Linked DNA regions of Ovis aries: region 2 is linked to region 1. The links are chromatin contacts, called in public Hi-C maps. All regions are on one chromosome and are shown on one strand. Each heading gives the region's core, a stretch centred on a gene start, on an enhancer-like site or on the middle of the called end of the contact. The rest is flanking DNA. Distances are from core to core; before and after follow the strand shown.

The links. Hi-C and Micro-C count contacts between places; a contact is called where the count stands out from the background.
Region 2: a contact with region 1 is called in a Hi-C map of mixed tissues, with 4 times the contacts expected there. The contact joins two enhancer-like sites. A contact is called at or near these places in 7 of 16 Hi-C or Micro-C datasets (blood, hypothalamus, liver and 3 more).

What each region holds. Positions count from the first base shown.
Region 1 is chr2:7,173,306-7,179,080 of ARS-UI_Ramb_v3.0, reverse strand. All of the region lies in intron 18 of ASTN2 (astrotactin 2), which reads right to left. Among named protein-coding and RNA genes, the nearest start is that of TRIM32, 100 kb to the right of the region's middle. Within about 2 kb of position 1,365, at least 13 of the 54 cell types and tissues checked have an H3K27ac peak or open chromatin away from gene starts, as enhancers often do.
Region 2 is chr2:8,159,233-8,165,023 of ARS-UI_Ramb_v3.0, reverse strand. No RefSeq gene overlaps it. Among named protein-coding and RNA genes, the nearest start is that of TRNAS-GGA, 460 kb to the left of the region's middle. Within about 2 kb of position 3,898, at least 4 of the 54 cell types and tissues checked have an H3K27ac peak or open chromatin away from gene starts, as enhancers often do.

The DNA of each region.
Region 1 (5,775 bases), core at 116-2,615:
TGCTCTGAAGCTGCTTCACTGGAAACCCCACGCTTCCAAGAAGAGGCTTATACTTTCCTATGTGATAAGCAAGCTTGTAGGAGCCCTTTACCATCCTGATCTGCCCTGTCCTCTCTGGAGGGACAGCCCCTGATAGGATTGCTCAAGTTGTCTGTTTTTATTTTGAAAAAAGTGCACTTTCAGAGGGGAGAATGAAATCTACCCTGAGTCTGGTAATCGTTTCTTGGTGATCCTGGGGCCAGGGGCCAGTCAGACTGTGGACTGTACACAGCTCATAGATCAGGATTAAATGAGATGGCGTGGGTCGGGGCAGGTCTCCCTGGAGCTGCAGGGCCCCAGGGAGACGGAGCTGTGGTGTGGTGCCTCTGACCCTGCCCCCACGCTGGTGGCTCACGTTCACAGGGGCCACCATCCATCCCAGCTGTAGCCACCAAGTCGGTGTGGCCTCCCCCAGGGTCCCCACCAGAAGCTGGCTTGCTCTCTGCTCCAGTGACGGGTGAGGAGTGGGGAGGAGGAGAGGCGAGTGGAGCCCCAGACCTGGTCTCTGGCCCTCCTCTCTCATCTCCCTGTCCTTTCTTCCCTCTTTCTCAACCCTCGTCCTCTTCTCTTACCCCGTTTCTGGCCTCCTTCTCTTTTCTCTTATAGAAACATTTACTGAACTCCGAGTGCTTCTGATGCCTGTGGACCTGTGCCCACACAGTGAGTGTGAGCTGTGTGTGCTGTGTGCTCTGCAAGCGGATGACACCTCGTGTGATCGGCACGCCTGTCTGCGCTGGGTGGATCGGCGTGGCATATGGTACGTAACATATGTCTTTACAGTCCGCCTGTGGGGAGCTGGCCATGTTTACGCATCACGCGTGCTTCTGTTGCTTGTCTGTGATGCGTCTCTGAGGATGTCTGTTGCGGTGGTGGGCTATCCCCAGGCTGTGTGTCTCTGTGTGTGCATGCGTGCTTACCATGCGGGTCTTCGTTATCTGCCTTTTGCATATGGTACATGGCTGAATCTGCCTGGGGGAGATGTGTTTACACGTGTGTGTCTGTGTGTTGTCTTTGTTGTGGCTTAGCTGGGCGAGGGGGCCATGTTGTGTGTATCTGCGTACTATGGATTGCATTCATGTTGTGGTTCTGCATCCTGTGTGATTTAGAAAAAAGAAAACAAAACCTGGGCTGTGCGCTGTGTCTGTGTGGTGTTTACTGCACGTGCCGTTTGTAGGCGCGCAGGCGTAAGCTGCCTGTCTCCTGAGTCCCGGTCTCCGTGAAATGCGTGCCTGTGTTTCTCCGCCGGCTCTTCCTCCCCTTCGGGTGCCCCAGCCTCCCTCGCTCCCTCCCCTCTCCTCCCCAGGCTGTGACCGTTCTCAGCTGACACCTCCGCTGCTCTGGCAACCCGAGAAAGGTCAGCCGGCCCCCTCTCTCCCCGGCCGGCGGGAGCCTGGCCGTCAGCGTTGCGTGGTGTGGGAGCGCCCTCTGTCGGCCGTGGACCCCACACACACCCGGCCCCCACACACTCGCGACCGGGGCTTCCTCTTCCCTTTCTGGCTCTTCCTAAGGACTTTCCAAGCTCTTTAACAAAGGCTGAGATGACAATATCATTTCTGATGCCAAGCAAGATGCTTTTGAGAAGAAAGAGGGTGTCGTTCAGGGTCCTGAGGCAGTGCATGCACAGCAGCGGCGGCCTGGGCAGGCGGTAGGGAAGACTCCCTTGGCAGCCTCCTCGGGTCACAGCCCCATCGAAAGAGACTGCAAAGTGTGCGGGCCCCCGCCGGCCGAAGTACCAGCTGCTCTCAATTCATAGTCACCAGTTTAGAACCTCAAACCCACACCTACCCAGTGATTTCATGCACACCACCCCCCTCACCATCCTCCAAGTAATTCCCCAAGGCCTCAATTTCCCCCTTCCACAGAGACCCACGGTTGAGACCCAAGGGTTCCAGTTCCAGAAAGAGGGGGGGTGGGGGTCAACTGTGCAAAGCGAAAAGGGACACTTTTCCAGGGGATTGAATCCAAGGAGGTCAAAGGGGGACTTGTGAGAGGTCTTCACTTAGTGGAAGAAAAGGAAGTTATGGATGTACCAGGACTTGCAATGCCTCTGGTAGGTGATTCTAAGAACCTTGGCAGGAGGAGGAAGGAGCCACAGGCCCATGTGGGCACTAGTGCAAACACACACACACACACACACACACCCCCAAATGCAGAACTCTCCAGTGGCCTCTGTGGCAAATATCCCTGGGACATGGGGGCATGTGTGTGGACTACTTGTTGACTTATAGAACAAACAGATCTAAATGGCACTATTTTTATACAAAAATGTGGGTTTTCATTGCCTTCCTTCTTCCAGTTGATTAAAGAGGAGATTGATAAGCAGAAGTTATTTCTGCAAACTCAGTATGACAGGCTTGCTGGAGACCCAAGGACCACTTGGCCCAATCAGCTGAAAGTATATTTTCAGAGCTTACCTCTCATGAGGCATGAATAGTTATCTCAAGGTGTGGCCAAATAAATTTGCAAAACACAGGGTTAAATAAAGTTAAACAGATTTATTTCCCACAGAGCTTTTAATATGAGAATTCATCTTATGAATTTCTGAGAAAGGGGGCAGCTACATGCAGTGTTTCTCAAAATACTTGAATAATGGAATTTTTTTCCCTCCTAGACATCCATAGGAGAAGAAAAATTTTTTTAATTAAAAAATACTTTTTGTTTTATATTGGAGGATAGCCAATTAACAATGTTGTGATAGCTTCAGGTGGATAGCAAAGGAACTCAGTCATACATATATAGGTATCCATTCTCCCCCAAACTCCCCTCCCACCCAGGTCGCCATATAACGCTGAGCAGAGTGTCCTGTGCTGTCCAGTAGGTCCTTATTGGTTATCCATTTGACTTCACTGAGCACATGTCCATCCCAAACTCCCTAACTATCTCATGGGAGAAAATTTTAAATTTACACATTGCCAAAGCAAGATACCCAGTAGCGTAAGTCAATTACTATTAGTTTCCATTCCCCACAGCAACAGTGCGCTGTTTTGTTTTGACTTTTGTAGGTTTTGTTTCTTTGGATCTGCCAGTAATCTGGATGGGGTGTGCTTGTGTCATCCAGCTAGACTACAGATGAGAAGGGAGGCTCCGAGAGACACGGTGACTTGTCCCAAGTCATGACACTTGCAAGGGAAAGAGCAAGACTTGATACCAGGCATGTCTCTCTACAAAACACATAGACTTCTACTCTGCTAACTGCTATTTAACACAGCTTGACAGAAAGTTTAAAATGTGGTCCCTGCCCACAAGAGTGGTACAATGTACTTAGAGAAACCTTTTTAAAAGTACTCATGCGAAGGTGAAGTCGCTCAGTCGTGTCCGACTCTTTGCGACCCCATGGACTGTAACCTACTAGGCTTCTCCGTCCATGGGATTCTCCAGGCAAGAAGACTGGAGTGGATTGCCATTTCCTTCTCCAAGGGATCTTCCCGACCCAGGGATCAAACCCGCGTCTCCCACATTGGAGGCAGACGCTTTAACCTCTGAGCCACCAGGGAAGCAAGAGGGGAAATATGAGAGTAATAATTAGTGGATAATAAGTGGCACTGCAATATGGGAGATGAGTACCCTCAGTGAGAACCAGGAAGGTCAGGGAGAGCTTCCTGGAGGAGGTGAATTTAAGTTTTGCTCCGAAGGATGGAGAAGTCTCGGTCAGATGAGGCATCAGCAATTTTTTTTTACTGCAAAGGGTCAGATAGAAAATATTTTCATGTGAGCCATCCAGTCTCTGTTGCAAATACTTGACATTGCTGTTGTAGTGTGAAAACAGCCGTAGACAAAATGGGAATGAATGGATGTAGGTAGTATTGCAATAGAATGTTGTTTGCAAAATAGGCAGGTAGTCCAGGGGCCTTGTTTGCAGAGGCAGATGGAAGGGAGAGGGGATGTGGCCTTTCTGGACTAGGAGAACCTTTGTACACACGTGCAATGACCAAGGCACTCTGAGGCCAGCTCCATGGCCCAGGTCTGCTCATAACTGTCCCCTTTCTGCCTCCCACTTCACCTCAACCCCCCTCAGCTGTGTTCCAAACCTTGAGGGTGAGCTTCCTGCAGCTTTACAGAGGGCACGCTGCCCGCATTTGAGATACCCTGAGCAAAGAGCTCACCTATCCCAGAGGAAGGCACCTGTGAACTTCTACCTGGATTTAGCCTGTTGCAGAAGCAGAGAAAGATAACAAACCTAGCTCCTTCTTGAAAAGGGGATTGGCCTTTTCTCCTTCCAAAGAAGTTGTTCAGTTCAGTTCAGTCTCTCAGTCGTGTCCGACTCTTTGCGACCTCATGAATCGCAGCACGCCAGGCCTCCCTGTCCATCACCAAATCCCGGAGTTCACTCAGACTCACGTCCATCGAGTCAGTGATGCCATCCAGCCATCTCATCCTCGGTCGTCCCCTTCTCCTCCTACCCCCAATTCCTCCCAGCATCAGAGTCTTTTCCAAAGAAGTTGAGGTCAGTGTTAAAATGCTGGCCTGTTCCTACGAGATAGCAGTCTGCAGAAGAACGCCATATATTCACTCAGAGTAACATTTCAGAGCAGCAACTCCGTTCCGCGTCTCTAGTACAGGTCCCATAATGTCACTCCTGGTGCATTAAACTTCAGTTCTCTCCACTTAGTACAGAATCAAAATCAGGGGCTCCAGCCTGGCATTCAAGGCACTGTATACTCGACCTCCATCCAAGGCTCAAGCCTCATCCTCTTCGGCATCCACTTCAGTAAACCACATTTGCCTCTGCGTCCCTGGGCATGATTTACAAGTTTTGACCTTCAGGTCTTTGCACTTGCACCTGGAAGACCCTCCTTTGTCCTTCCAGGTCCTACTGTGACCTTCACTTCTCTACTCTGAATCCATCCTGGTTGGTGAAGATACACAGTCCTCCCCCTCTAAACTGCCACAACCAGATAGATACTGTGTTTCTTATGGGCAGCAACACTTTCTTGGCTTGACTTTGCTTTGTTTTTCCAAAATGAAACTTTAACTTTTTAAAGATTATTTTTAAAAATTCCAAACTTACTGTTTTAAAAGACACAAGAGCCCAGAAGAAACATCCCAGAGAGACAGAAAGAGAAGTTCAGAAGGGGGATAAAGCCTGAAAGGATGGGAAGACAAAGTCTTTCAGGAAAGGCAGCTGCTTCGGTGTGGGTGAACCAAGGATCGCCACAGAGGCGTGAGGAGAAATGAGGCTGGGGAGATGGCAGGGGCACTGCGTTCTCAAAACTGCAGGTTTCATTGAGTCTTAGTTTGTAGGTTGACAGAAAAAAGGCAGGAAGACAGACAGCGTAACCCCACCAAGTGCCGAGGTTGGCACATAGTAGGCTATCAATAAATATTTATAAATTACCATCACGTGGCTCTTGAGGTCTTAGGCTGAGAAAATACCTCTAAGGGGATTTCCTAACATTGTTCACATGGGAAAGGCATGGGCTGAGAGTCTGCGGTAGAAAGCTCAGGGCGAGTGGCTCTTGCAGAGGGCCCTGTGGACTAATGCCTTAATCATTTCCCCTCCAAACAGTCCCTGAGAGCCTCCGCCTCTAGACCAGCCCATGTGCTGAAGCTAGGCAGGAGAATGTGAGCGAGCTCCACTGGGAACTTCTGAGGGACCGCAGAAGACACAACACGGTGTTATCCATCCAGCGTGGTGCTATGCTGAGAGAGGAGCTCAGGGCAGGAGGGGCGGGGAGGGGCACAGCCCCCTCATCCGCAGGAGGGAAGAGCACAGCCCCCTTATCTGCACGCTGATAT
Region 2 (5,791 bases), core at 2,649-5,148, 980 kb before region 1:
AAGGGCTGTCAATGCCAGTCTAAAGAGTCAGACTCTATCCTGTTGCTCCAGGGGGTCTATAACCACTTGGGTCGTTTATAAACAAATAGTGAAGTTAGGCAGGGAAGCATCAGTAAGTAGGGAGATGAGAAGCTGCACAAAACTGGAGTAACATCCACAAACATCCTTTCCCCCAATGTGCCTTTAATAATGGCTGAAGGAAAAAGTACCTGATGCCCCACTGTACAAATCTGAACCACTGAGTTCCTCCAGGACACAAATCTTTATCCACGCCATGGCTGGAAAAGGATACATACATATATTTTATGATGGATTAGTTTTTTTGGATGGTGGCCACACCATAGAGGGTTTTCTAATCTATTTTGAGTTCTAATTGATTACAGCATTTGGAAAAATGTACAGCAAATTGCTCCGTTAATCAAGGTAAATCAAGCTGATGTCATAGATGCTAAATATATGTTTTTGCAGTAATAGTATTTACATGGCTGGAACCAAGGCTGCTGTCAGTGTTTCCACTTGACAGCCCTGCCTTCTCAAAAGGAGCTCATGGATTATCTCGGAAAACATTCAGCGGTTCATCTCCAAGGCTGGATTCCTGGGTCCCTCTCCCCACATGTAAGGAAGGGGGTCTCAGGAAAAGATGAGGCCGCCTCCTTCTGAACAGACTCCAGAGCAGTGGGAATGATGTCACACCACAAAGGTTTAGGAAGACAAGGAAGGCTATATCAAAGGCAGATGATTTTATGAAGCCGGAAGGACCCTGAATGTCCCATCCCTTGGCTGATGAGAGAAGTGAAGGGTAAGCAGAAAACTTTGCTAAGACACAGAAGATCACAGTCTGAAAGAATGCTCAAAGACCATCTCCCCTTCCTCAGATCTTTGAAGCATAGACAAAAAGAGGAGTTTATCAGCAATCACGTAGCAATTTGGTTTTCAGAGCTAAGATTAAAAATTAAGTGTTCTGACTCCTCATGCTCTCTCTGAATGACAGAAAATGTTGCGGTCCTTTTCTTCTTTTCCCTTTTCCTTCTTTCTTCTCATCATCTCTAACTTTCACAGTTATCTCAAAAGCTCACTAGGTGCCAGGCTGTTGTAATAAGCACTAAATATTATAACCCTGTGAAGTTAACATTACTTACATCCTAATTTTTAAGATGAAGGAATGGAGACTTAAAGAAATAAATTAACTTGACCAAGGGAACTCTTCTAACATGCAACAGTAACAGGGATTAAAACATGAAAGGATCTAATAGATATGCAAGCGCACTTCATCATCATTATCCATTTTCCATCATGTTTTCATACTTTTAAATGACTCTTTATATATGGTGCTATGTACTTCATGCACAGTATTTTTAAAAGTTACTAATGATATATTTTAAATGATGCAGAGAGTCATACGTGATCACTGTCTTGCAAATGATCACTCTCTTTAGGTGAAGTAACTTGTTGAAAGCCACACAGCTAGGGGGTTTTCGGACCAGCCATCAAACTCATGGATATTTCTGAGAGTCTGAGTATAGTCATGAGTACGTGATAATGAAGGAAGGCAGAAGATAAAAGAACTAAAAGTCAACTTTGTCCCTGAATGGCTATATTCTAGTCCTAACCAATTTCCTTTTCCCCTTCTGGGTCTCAGCTAGCATACTGGTACCATGAAGACACTGAGGTTCCTGCTGAGTATTGTTATTCAAAGAGAAACACCAATAGCAGAAGGAAGAAGGAGGAGGAAGAGGAGAAGAGCAAGAAGGAAGGGACTGGGGGAGGAAAGGAGAAGGTGGAGGGAGAGAGATCTGAAAATGCACACGCAGAGCTTCTAAAGCCACTAAGGATGGAAAGGGTGGGGATGGAAAGAGGGGATCAGAAAAGTCATGCTCAGGTCAGTTCTGGAGGATCATCCATGGCCTGGGAGGTGCCCCATCAGGACTAGATCAAAAGCAGACCATGACGCAATCAGCTGTTTGTGTACAGATGCTGGCCCTCACATTCCCACATGGGAACATCTGCTGGGGACAACCACTTGACAAATAAGCAGGCAATTAGGTAGCAGATCCATCTGGGCCGAGAGCATGGGACCACCAGCAGAGGGGAGGCTGCAGCGGGGGAGAGGGCTCTGCTGGGAAGGAGGCTCACGTGAGTCAGAGCGTCTAAGACAGAAGAAGGGAGACAGGGTCAGGAACGGAGTTCAATGCAGAAGATCGTTTGCTGCGTGTTTTGCAGCATGGCTTACGAGTCTCAGGCTTGGCTATAAGTGATAATAACCTGCAGATCTTAAATATCCCGATGTCTAGGCTGTACCCCCAAACAACTCAATCAGAGTCTTTCGGAATGGAGCATAGGGAGCAGTGTTTTTTAAAGCTACCTAGGTAATGTCCATGTGTTGATAAAGTGGAAAAACAATGGTCTGGAGGCCTCTAAACTTAACCAATCAAGCTGGTGACACAAAGATAATGGTCTATAAGAGCTACCATTTTAATGCCCCTATGCTTCTCTTTGGAACAAATCTAAGCATACCTTTTGAGTTTATACAAGCCTCATTTCAGCGGTCTAGCATCAAGTAAAGTCCATCTATTCTATGAAACAAATACAAACTACTTCTATCTCTTCTATTAGCTAATCTTAAACAAGCTGGTTCTTTCTTCAAGGTTCCATTATCTTATCAGTTGTCCCATAGAGTTATCTGTTGGGAAGTAACATTGATAATGTATACTTAAGGGTTTAAAACAGGCTGGAGATATAATAAGTGCTCAGTAAGTGTTGGTGGAACTTGACTCTGAGTCACATACACGAAAGGAAACGTTTTAGCAAGTCAGTGGGGTGTTGTTATTGATGCTCTTTTCTCCATTAGACATGACAGCCAATCTATCACCAATCTTGCAGATATTACGCCCTAAATACTCTCCAACCTATTTTTCGCCAGTCTCAATGCTGTAGCTTAGACATTCACCATCTTTCATGTGAACCATCGCAATAGTCAAGAACCAAGAGCTTTATATCCACAATTGCGTACTGTTAAAATGTGTTCCATACACCACAGACAGAAGAATTCAAAACAAACAAATATCAGCTCTGCTCAAAACCTGGAAGGGATACTCTATAATCCAAAAGACAAAGACCAAGCTCTTAATGTGGCACATAAGACTCAGACTTGATTCTCCTGGCCTTCCCACATTCACTTGTATATATCAGCTCTTTCCACATGTTCACCTCTCTCCTGCCATAACCACCTTCATATCCCAATGCTATCAACCTACTTGTATTTTTCTCTGTATTCACTTGGATGTTTACACAACAGACCCTTTTCTTGTGCTGCTTTGCTCATCTCAGAGTGCCTTTCTGACCTAGCTAACACCTGTCTATTCCTTAAGCTCAACTCAGGCACTACCTTTCTTTAGAAAGCCTTCCCTGGTTCCTTTACCTGGTTCCTATTAAAGGCTATGCCTTGCATTTCCTTCTGCAATAATATTTTACATTTCGCTGGAATTGTCCAAACACAGTCATGAATCTCAGCCAGTTGGTTGTTAGCTCCTCCATGACAGAGGCCTTCTCTGGTCCCCCACTGTGTGCAGTCAGCATACAGAGGACATAGATGCTGTTCCAACTCAGGTAGATGCTCCATCGCTTATGAAACTTTGGTCCAGTGAACCTGAGACATTGTACTGAACTTTGCTCCCAAGGAAGAGGTGGTTTGCTCTCCCACATCTTCTTTTCCGCTTACTCATGGGGAAAGGCCAGGACTGTGAGATCTGTGTTCAAATCTTGCTGGTCAGTCAGCTCCTAACTAAGGCTTAGTTCCTGAAGGCAGTCCTCTGGGAATCATTTGCAGACAGAAATGGAGCCATGCAGAAACAGATCTCAGTCCTTGTTCTTTCCTCTGAACCAAATTGGCTCTGAGTAATGCCTTTGCGATCCTGACCACATCCTCCTTCTCCACTGCCAAAAACAAGGGGCTAGAGATAAACCATAGCTCAAGCTCGAAGAATTTGGAGAAGGTGACTCGCTTGCTGGGTCAGGGCCATATTCCAGGAAGGCTCCTTCAACCCCCTTGGGTCTTAGATTAGACTGTGTCCTTCCAGTCTTGTAAAAAATGAGCTGTCAACAGCAAGTCAGAAAATATTAATGGGGTAGGCAAGAGATGCCCCCCAAAGGGGGAGGATTGCAGAAATTGCTTAGAAAACACTCAGTAAGATGACATTTTTAAAGAATTTGCTCTTTGTTTCTAGTGACTTTCATACAAAGTTACTGCTAACTCCCCCAACTGCATTGGAAATATTTAGATTCTATATTTGATTCAAAAAATTAAGCATGAATCGAAAGTGATGTTAGAGATAATCTGGGCCAATCCCAGAGCTTTTTTTTGTTGTTGTTGCTGTTGTTTTTTGTTTGTTTGTTTGTTTGTTTTTAAGGGAATGAAGGATTTTGTTTTCCTGGTTACCTAATATTTAATCTCCTTTTTTAAACCAAACTCCCATTGTCCTTTGGTTGGACAGAATTCCAAGATGGCACAAAAACTTCTGCCCCTGTATACATTCTATGTGTAACAAAAACCAATGGGATACAATGGTAATTATAATAGATTGACAATCAGTCAACTTTGAGTTGATCAAAAGGAGATTATCTGGGTTACCAGATCTAATCTGATGAGTCATTTACAAAAAGGTGAAGCCATTAAAAAAAGAGAGACATACTTGCTGACTTTAGGACAAAGAACACTGTCTTATTGTGAGGCTGGGGCCAAGTGTGAAGGACCTCAGGATGGCCTCTAAGAGCTGAGAGAGGTCCCTGCCAAAAGCCAGCAAAAAAACAGGGGCTTCCGTCACATGGCCAAAAGGATGTGAATTCTATCAACAACCACGTGAACTTGGAAGAGGACTCTGAGTCTCAGGTGAGACTACAGGCCTGGCTGACTGACACTTTGCTTTCAGCCTGGTGAGACTTTGAGCAGAGAACTAATTAATGTTTATGCAGTGCCTGAACTTCTAATATCGTAAAACCATGAGATAATAAAAGTATGCTATCCACTTCTTGACCGTTGGTTATACGAACAGGACTATCTTCCCTCCATCTTCAGTCATGGCATAGGACCCAAGGTTAAATTAAGCATTGTGCTCCCTCCTCCTGTCCACAGGGATTGGGTCAAGATGGGTATGTGAGTTAATCTGTGCCTATGAGAATCAGGCCAAGCTATTTTGTTGGATCTGTTTAGGGAGAAGAAGTGATCTCTTTTCACTGAAATTGAAGCTGAAGGCATTTAGGTCTGGACCTGTTGTCAACTATATTGCCGCCATGTGGAATTTGGGAATGAAGTGAATGTTGAGAAGAACAGATTTCAGCAGTGCTGAGAAAAACGCAGATTTCTTGATGTATTTTGAGCCCTGGAACAAGCTGAATCTAGAGAAGAGACTACCTATGAAGGTTTGAATGACCTAAACCTGTAATACCCACCCTTTGTTTAAGACTGGTGGGGAGCAGATCTTCATCCCATGAAATAGAAAAGACTCTGAAATATGGGGCAACGAGGGCCAGACAGGAATATGTTGACCCAATCACACAATTAATAACAAAATGACATAAAAGGAGTGAGACTTCCTCATGCCCAGGCAAAAGGATTCAACGTCGCTTTATTTTTAGGCGGAGCATCTCCCTGGGTGCCCTGAATTATTAACTGAAAGAATACAATATAACAGCGATGGCAGCAACAACAATAACTACAGGTCAATGAGTTTATTATGAGCCAAGCTATTTGTGATGAAATACAAATGGCATTTAATATTATATCCCTATAAACCTT